Linked DNA regions of Drosophila melanogaster: region 2 is linked to region 1. Evidence: chromatin contacts called from public targeted proximity ligation data. All regions are on one chromosome and are shown on one strand. The core of a region is the stretch at or near the end of the contact, and the rest is flanking DNA. Distances in the headings are between cores, read along the strand shown. Region 1 holds the start of Mkp3 (Mitogen-activated protein kinase phosphatase 3). Region 2 holds the start of wnd (wallenda).

Evidence for each region.
Region 2: a targeted proximity ligation map of the Kc167 cell line shows a contact between it and region 1, with 4 times the contacts expected there. A contact is called at or near these places in 6 of 107 Hi-C or Micro-C datasets (the Clone 8 cell line, the Kc167 cell line, the S2 cell line and 2 more) and 1 of 7 datasets of targeted methods (the Kc167 cell line).

The regions. Positions count from the first base shown.
Region 1 is chr3L:19,084,553-19,088,995 of dm6, reverse strand. It overlaps Mkp3 (Mitogen-activated protein kinase phosphatase 3), which reads left to right and starts at 2,570. Exons shown (of 5, transcript NM_001275103.1): 1 at 2,570-3,675. The coding sequence starts at 3,273.
Region 2 is chr3L:19,633,334-19,637,550 of dm6, reverse strand. It overlaps wnd (wallenda), which reads left to right and starts at 1,768. Exons shown (of 8, transcript NM_176363.3): 1 at 1,768-2,120; 2 at 3,088-3,319. The coding sequence starts at 3,171. It overlaps Rnf146 (Ring finger protein 146), which reads left to right. Exons shown (of 4, transcript NM_001144507.3): 4 at 1-344.

The DNA.
Region 1 (4,443 bases), core at 1,321-3,820:
TTAAGAAATAATTATATTGCTTCAGCTAGTTAATAAACGTCCAAATTATTAGAAGGCAATATTCATCTCGTAGCAATAATTATCCTATACTCATATGAGTTTTGTAACTATGAAAAGGTTTCAGCACAGCGATAACTAATAACTTGCTGGGAAATATCTGTTAGAAAGTATACGCAGTTAATGGTCTTTCTTGATAACAATGAGTGGAAAAATAACACCAGATAATGAATAAAACCCTGCAAAGCTCATATAAGTAGTATCGCACATTGCGAATCACGATGATCCATATTTCCCCCATTTCTCAGAACTTTTCACTCATTCAAGCCGATATGGCTATGACTGATCTATACACGCACCATATAAAAACACTCGGGAAAGCGTCATCATCTTCATATTGATTATACGTGGGGTCTGATAATCAAGGTAAAGGCCGTAGCTTGCGCAATTTAGATTGACAATCGTGAGGTGCAGAAATTTAATTGAATTCTTCACTTTCGACATCAGTTTCCTGCTAAAACACAGATAATGCCCCAAAGTGATTCATTGAGCTATACAAGTGGGTTGGGTATTCCATTTTGGCTGCGAGCAGACTTTGAACTTGTGTCATCGAAGAATGGAGCCCGGAGGACGACCGACCTTGGCTTCTACACTGTCAGAAATACATATATGTATCGCCAAGGTCAGCCCACCAAAGACACTTGGAAGGCGCAATTGAGCAGCCTTTTGAAACAGCTATCCAGGTGCTTACTTCTAATTTCTTCATACTTGAGTGATACACTGACAGTAATTATGTACAACTTTCGATGAATACAAAAATTAATGGTAATATGTGTGTTTACACTTTTGTGTTTACTGAAGCGTAAATAAATAAATGCTTAAATGATTTCATATTATAACAAATATTTCTTAGTATTATATATAAATATATATATATATTTTTTGTGTGTGTTTTTATTATTAAAGAAATCCTTTTGAAGTACGCATGTTTTCTTTGTATTGAGACTGCTGAAAGAAAATGTAATTTATTAAAGAGCCGCTCAATTTTTCCCTGTGCACTCCCTTGCAACATTCCGGCTGGCCTCCCACGCGCCAGGGCCGAAAGCAGAGTAAAGTCCTGGGGAATAACGCCCTTGGAATCTCAGGAGCCGCGTGCCAAGACGAAAGTGAGCAGCGAGAAATGCGTGGGCTGAGCATGGATTTCGTATGGCCGTTTCTTTCCCTCGCCGACTGTCTCCCTCTCTGTCTGCTTGGCTTTCTTTATTGCTCCAACGGTTTTCGCTGCTGCGTGGGACTTTCATTCATGAAAATTGTGCTCGAAAGTCGTTCGTTCGTACATCTGTATATAGTAGCACGTTGTGATGGGCCTTACCTAACGGTATATGGTGTGTATGGGTGTGCGTTTTATGTAAAGCTAGTGCAACGCAGGCGCAGCAGGAAGTTTGTTGTTTGTGGAGAAATTTTTGCACGCGCCGCATATCCTTGAAATTGTCCTTCCATGCGATTTCTGTATGGGTACACACGTATATCCTTGTGTGAGTCTCTTCTTTTTGGGTGTAAATATCAGGGTCATGGTTATAAAATTAAACATTTCATCGAGTCTCCAATATAACTGGCTCTTGGAGGAGCATTTGCGCAGGAGCTTTCGTTAGAGAGTAGACAGCGACTCCATTGATGATTCCGATTCTTCTGGGCTCCGTAATTTCTTATCTGTCTAAATTAGTGGTCCATTAACTTTTGCACTCTAGTGAAGTGAAATGTTAACCGCGCTCTCGCAAAAAGAGAGTAACAATAAAGTAGGTTCCATCGCGAAGGGTAAGGTGGGTGGTGGTGGGAGTAGTGGGAGAGTGAGAGAGAGCTAGTTTGGATGGCGAATTCAATGAATCAACACGAACACACGCATTTTACTTGCCACACGCATACCACAGCACAAAAATATCAATGAACTTTACACAAAACTTTGGGAGCGTATGCAGCGTGGAGAAATAGTCAAAGTGCCAAAAGAGTGCGGGAGAGAAAGGCAGGTGGGAAATTTGAAATACGAACCCAGTTATGAAATAATTATTTAACATACGGGAAAATATGATTATTTAATATATTTAAAAAATTTTATGTAATTTATAGAATTAAAACAAAGTCTTTACTTTATCTAAATTTTATTCAGGAACTCTCTTTGTATTTACTTTTTTCCCCATTTTTTCTCCTTTTTTAACCGAGCAAATTTCCAAGTGGGTCTGTGCCTGTGCACTGGCTCTTGCTCACCTTTTGGAGAGTTGCTCTTCTCTCCGGTTCGCGTACCTGTGTGCGCGGGTGCGTTCTTCCTTTCATTGCGTGTAACGGACTGTTTGTTTCGAAATAGTAATTCCCAAATGTATTTTTTTAAACGAGAAGGCAAAAAGATTCAATATTTTATAAGTTATTTCTTAATACTGCGCCTAACAAATACAATATTGTTATTGGGTTTCGCTCTTCGAATTCCGACGGAGAGAATTGGAGAGTCGGAGAGCAAGTGCAACTGTGTTCGTATTTTTGGAGAGCAACGAGGCTATTTAAGCAACCCACGACGCGCTTATTTTGTTATTGCCCGATTATCTTTTACCCGCGCTGCTTGTGTGTGCTCGCTTTCCATTCGAAAAAAACATCAACTCAAAATATGGATATTTGATAGAAGTAATTACCTATTTGTTTGGGAAATATTCAACGGTTTTTGGATGTTTTAGTTACTCGATGACAGGTTCACCGCACGTTTTTTCATTCGATTCCGAACTGTTGTTGTTGTTTTAGCGAAGCACACCTAAAAAATACAAAACCACTCACACACACGCGAAACATACACACGGTTGTGATTTGGCGCGCTCTTGTGTGCGTGTGTACATACAACAAAAAGCAAAAAGCAACGAATTTCGGTGTGCAAAGAAACATAAATCGGCAAGCGAGGAAATCGGAAAGCCAAGAAACAAAAAAAACAAAACAGTGCAAGTTACAGATTTCCCCAAACGAGATAAAAACAAAAATTCCTTTTTGATTTCCAAGATTTTCATCTGCGCGGGAGTGTGTGTGTGTGTAACAGCAACAAATACCATTGCACGGCCAAGAAAGAAGAAGAGAACCAGCGCGAAGCAGAAGAAGAAAGATGATGTAAACTTTGTTGTAACCAAAAGAAAAAAGAATAACATAAAAAACGAGTGAAGCAGAGAACAGAGCTAAACGGGAAAAATAGTGGCAGTGCTTCGAATTCTTCCAGTCTTTGAGTGATTTTTTGGGAGCTCTTCAAAATGCCAGAAACGGAGCACGAGACCTGCAGCAAGGAGTGGCTGCAGTCCCAGTTGCGATCCCTGGACTCCAAGGACCTGATCCTGTTGGACTGCCGCGGCTCGCACGAGTACAGTGAGTCGCACATCCGCGGAGCCGTCAACCTATGCATACCCAGCATCGTCCTCCGTCGTCTGGCGGTTGGCAAAATCGATCTGGCCTCCACGATCAAGTCGCCCGAGCTGAAGCAACGCATCCAGTCGGGCTACAAGCTATGCTGGTTCATCCTCTACAACGGCGAAGGCGTGCCCGGCCAGAATCAGGAGATCGCCGGAGCCGGATCCCTGGCCGTCGCCATGGACTCCATCATCAGCATCCTGCACCGTCGCCTCAAGCAGGACGGCTGCCGCGTAGTTGCTTTACAAGGTGAGTCATAAGTTCAATACTTTGGGTGCCCCAAAAAATAGAACTACAATATCATAATACAAGTGCGGGAGTTACTAAAACCAACTAAGGTTTATATATACCTCTCAATTCCCACATTTAAACTCACGTAATTAATCTTATAAATATGAATACTATCCATGTTGATTTCATAGAATATGTACATATTTGAAATATTAAAGCTTCAGTAATAGAAATGACTAAGTAAATCATTATAAACATAGTAGAAAACCGAAAAATTTCATCCAAAATTTCCCCCCTTAATCTCGTTTGATTAGAATGTAATAACTAAAGTAGTAATATTAAGATTTACATTGTGATATTCTTGGAATGCAATGAATCAATATTACGAATGGAATTTTTTGTTAGTTTACTACGCACCTGTATCGAGAACGGAACTCTCCATTTGTTGATCATAGCTGTGCTATCGGATTCTTTAAATGCCTGATACTTCCCAACACCGCCCATAAATCAATGCCGCACATTCCTATCCTAGGCCTAAGAATATCATAACTTATTTATACTTCCCCAATGTTGTTTGCGGCATTTTTAGCCCGAAACCCCCAAGGAAGAAACCAAAACAAAACAAAACAGCCGAAAGAATATTAATAATACAAGCAAGCACTGCCTGGCCATAAATAAACATTTGCATGGATTTGTTATTGTTTTTTTTTTTTTTCGTTTTGGCGAAACAAGGCAAGCATTCTGGGGGCGGAGACAAAATGACAAATGCAAAAAAAAAAACTAGCA
Region 2 (4,217 bases), core at 519-3,018, 550 kb before region 1:
GATATTCCAATCTTCCATTGATACACTATTATTGTTCTCACAACAATACCAACAAGATCCTTATCTCAATGATCCTCAACTACCCTTAACTTAGACTTGTTAAAGGCAATTCTTGTGTTGAGATCATATACCCCCTCCCCCTCGCAAGTGGCACTGATTGACGGGCATGGAACCTGCACCCTGGACATGGAACTGGAACCCTGGGAGATACTGGCCCTCGGTGTCCCTCAAATGCGTGAAACCCTATGACTCATGCGCAATGGACCAAAAGAAAACGCCTGAGCCGCACGCAGGCAGCATAACAATTTATTGGTCAGAACATACAAGAAAAGGTATTTGTTGATAACGTGGAAGGGGGGAGGTGGCTCTAAGAAGGGAAAAGTGGATTGTGTGATTGGTAAGGATACACCGCGACAAAAAGATCTTATATACTTATGGCGTTATGCTGTTATCATGGGTGATAAAGGTAATATTTTTATACATATGTACGTAACATAATAATAAGTTGTTAATTTCGAAATATTTCGTGTATAGAATAATGCTTTTCCAATTCATAGTAGAGACATTTATTATGAATATTATATGCTATGGAAATTCTAAGTATGTAAATATACAATTGATCGCTGAATATATGCTATGGAAATTCTAACTATGTAAATATACAATTGATCGCTGAATTCGCTAAGTATTTTCCACGATGTAGAAAAGCCCCCACCCACTAACATGTTCTCCAAAGAGATCAGTCCTCTGTGGGTATGAGTCATCTTTGTTTATGTAGAAATTATGCTACCTGCTGCACTATGTTATTTTCATTTTCGTGCTCTACCTGTTGTGCGAAAGCGGAGGAGCAGGGGTATGGGATTCGACACAAATCCGGAGACACCGTTTTCACAGCTCTGCTCTTGTATAGCAATTCTTTGATGACGTGCCGAGTTTAACTACATACCCAGCTTATGACGTACAGACTGATAAGCTGATAGGTTGTTTACGCAAGCGAATTGCATTTAAGAACAATTTAAAGTTTAATTTTTATATGTATGTATGTTTGTTTGTGTATAAAGCGAAAAAGTATTAAGATCATACTTTAAGTAACTTAGCTCATGCTTTTATAACATATATTGATAAAACAAAATCAAAATACATACATACATTCTTTTTAAGAGTATCACTAAGTTTTTGACTTTCCTTAAATAGATATACATACATACATATCTAGTTATTTATTTCATTTATTAAGAAGCTGACTTTTAAATAAAATTAATACCCACATTTAGTATAAAAAACTGTCTAATAATAAATTTTTCTACTTTCAGATGTTCTTTCAAAATTTTAGATCAAAGTTTCCAAAAGTTGCTAATAGTATTCTTAAATTTAGTACTTAATATTCGAAAGAGAAAATAAAAATAGAAATGAAAAAGAGTGTGGTAAAAGCGAGGTTTTAGATATTCAACGACACACAAATGTGTACATCTAATTTCATTGATTTGAATTATTTAATTTATTTATTTTTGACTTCATTATCTTTTTAAGCATTATTTTGCTAAAAGCTCAGAAGCAGCTGCCATGAGCGCTTTTAGGCACTGAACACGATCGTGCACGTCGCTGACGAGAGCTTTATTAAACTTTTAAGCCAGATCCAGTTTCATTGGCACTATCAAGTAGAGTGTGGTGAGCAAAAGAAAAACGGGGATAATCGGAGAGGCGACAGCAACAACAACGACCCAGTGCCTTGGCAGTTGATGTCTGTTTGTGGTTGGCCATCCCGCGCAGTCGCGTTCTCCCGCACACTTGCGCAGTGAACACAACCTGCGCTCCAAACTGGTTTTGGTGGAGGAAATCCGCAAGAGAGAGCGCTAGAGAGCGGATTGGAACTCGGTTTCGGCCAAAGCCAAAGCAGAGCCAGCAGCCAGTTTTTGCTTTTTAGTCGATTTGTATCTACCTTTGGTGCGGACGGTTGGTCGGAATAAACGCGTTTCGCAGCGGAACTCCAAGAAGAGCAGAAAACCAGTCTTTAATTGTTCCATTTCAAGCTGAAATCAAATAAAAGTTCTTCGCCAATGGCTGAATAAAGTACGAATCAATGCAATCACTACGATTCGCAGTGGAAAATTGCTGGAAAAGTGAGCAAAGTGTGTGAAAAATGTGCAAATACAAGAATTTTTATATTGATTTTCTTGGCCAAAAGAGCGAACGAGCGAGCAAAAGGCAGCAGCAGAGGAAGAAGAAGAAGCAGCAACAGCACAAAGCTGCGCTGTAAGGCTTCCGTCGTTGGTGCGAGCAAGAGGGGAGGGCCCTACTGGGTGGGTGTGAACGAGACAGCAATAGCGAGAAATGTACTCTGGTGTGTGTGTGGGAACATTTATGTTTGTTGTTTTTGTTATGTTCTAGCTTTGGCCAAGTTAAATTAAAAAAAAAAAGAACAACAAGAAGTGGAGTTGTACACAGGAAAAAATGATATCAAGTGCCTTTTCTTCTAATATATGTTTATCTTTTGAAAAGCAAAAGATATTATTCAAATGAGAAAAAAAATAATCATAAAGTAATATTATTTGGCGAATTATATTTTTTTTTTAACAGAAAAAGATTCTGTACTATATCTCAAAAATAATTGGAAAAGCATCTAACTTACAAAAATGGGATACAATATATAAATACATTTTTTGATATCTACTTTTTTTTTCTGTGTACAAATAAAAAGAATACCTGTATGTGAGCTTGTGTGTGCGCCTATTCTTTTGTGCAATTCGCCTTTTAAAGGCATCATAAAAATAGCTCAGCCTGCAGTTTGAAAGTGAAAGAAAACCACATTTAAGCGGAATGCAAAGTGAATTGGCAGCAAGTGCAATAATCGACCCTTCTTCTTCCCGTGTTTGTGTGTTTAAATAGCTTTTTTTGCGTGGGTGCTATTGCTGTCTCGCTCCCGCTCCTGCTCGCATATCCTTTTGCCCTTTGCCGTTTGACGTCGTTTGCTTCTTATTGATTTTCGTCATTCATTGATAAGAGGTTGCGAACGAATGTGCGCGTGTGTGTGTCTGAAAAGGAAATCCCCAGCCAAAAAATACTAATGTTCGTGGTATCTCCATATAGCAACCGCTTTATTGACCAGAATGTCGTAAGGATCGATCATAGAGCCACCAATACACATACCCAAACCACACCAATCCTGGACAATGCAACCGTTCAGCGACAGTCTGAGCAAAAGTCGCGATGATCTGGTCACCGCCGCCTCCCGGCAACAACAACAGCTACACGGACGGAGGCGACACCACGGCAGCAGCCCCAACTTGTCGCTCGATCAGACCGACAATCTGCGAAGGAGGTGAGCATTATTATTATTAGACATTATGGTCGTGATGGCTAAGACAAAAACCTAAAAGTTTTAGAACGATTTTTGTTTGAGTTGATTATAGAAAAGTTGTTGGACATTTAGAAACTTTATTTAAAGAGTAATCACATAATTGATTAAATCTTAAAAAAAAAACTAAAAAGCAACCTCGAGCATAAAAACCCCAAAAAATAAATACTTTCAGCCATTAAAAACTCGTCGTGTTTAAGTAAAAGAAACAAAATCGGCTTGAAATTTTAATTAATATTTCAAGAATATGCCGCCGAATCGTGCTTAATTAAGCGGGGTAATCGACCTTCACTGTATACAAGTTTTTATGTAATTCGCAAGCAACTGAATACTCGAAAGTATTTAGCAGGTTAAACGATCGTTTAAAAATTTAAAAAGCCACAAAAATCTTGAACTGAGTAACAATAAAAAATTCAACTTTATCCGATAGATACAGGATTCTATTTCCCAAATAGGAGGCGTCAGCTTTATTTTCCTAGTTCCTAGTCTCACTAAGTAAATAGAAATCATTAGAAAGCACGTGCAAACCAAAAAAGCTTGTTGTGAAATAATAAAAAGTTATCACAGTAGATATTAAAAGAGCATAATAATGACAACAAAGAAGACAGACATACAGACATCTACTAAAACACTGCAAAACAACAGTGTTAACAGATAAGCAGATAAAAGGGGTTTCATTATTTAAATAGCGAAATACTAGTATTTAATAATTTTTTGTAATTGTGATTGATTATAATATTACTAAGGAGAGCACTCGATTTTCAGGAGTAGAGATAACAAGCACACGGAAATGTCTTCATAGGCAGTATCCACTGTAAAAAAAATTGGGCGATACAATTTGCAGGGGGGCGCAGCCAAAAAC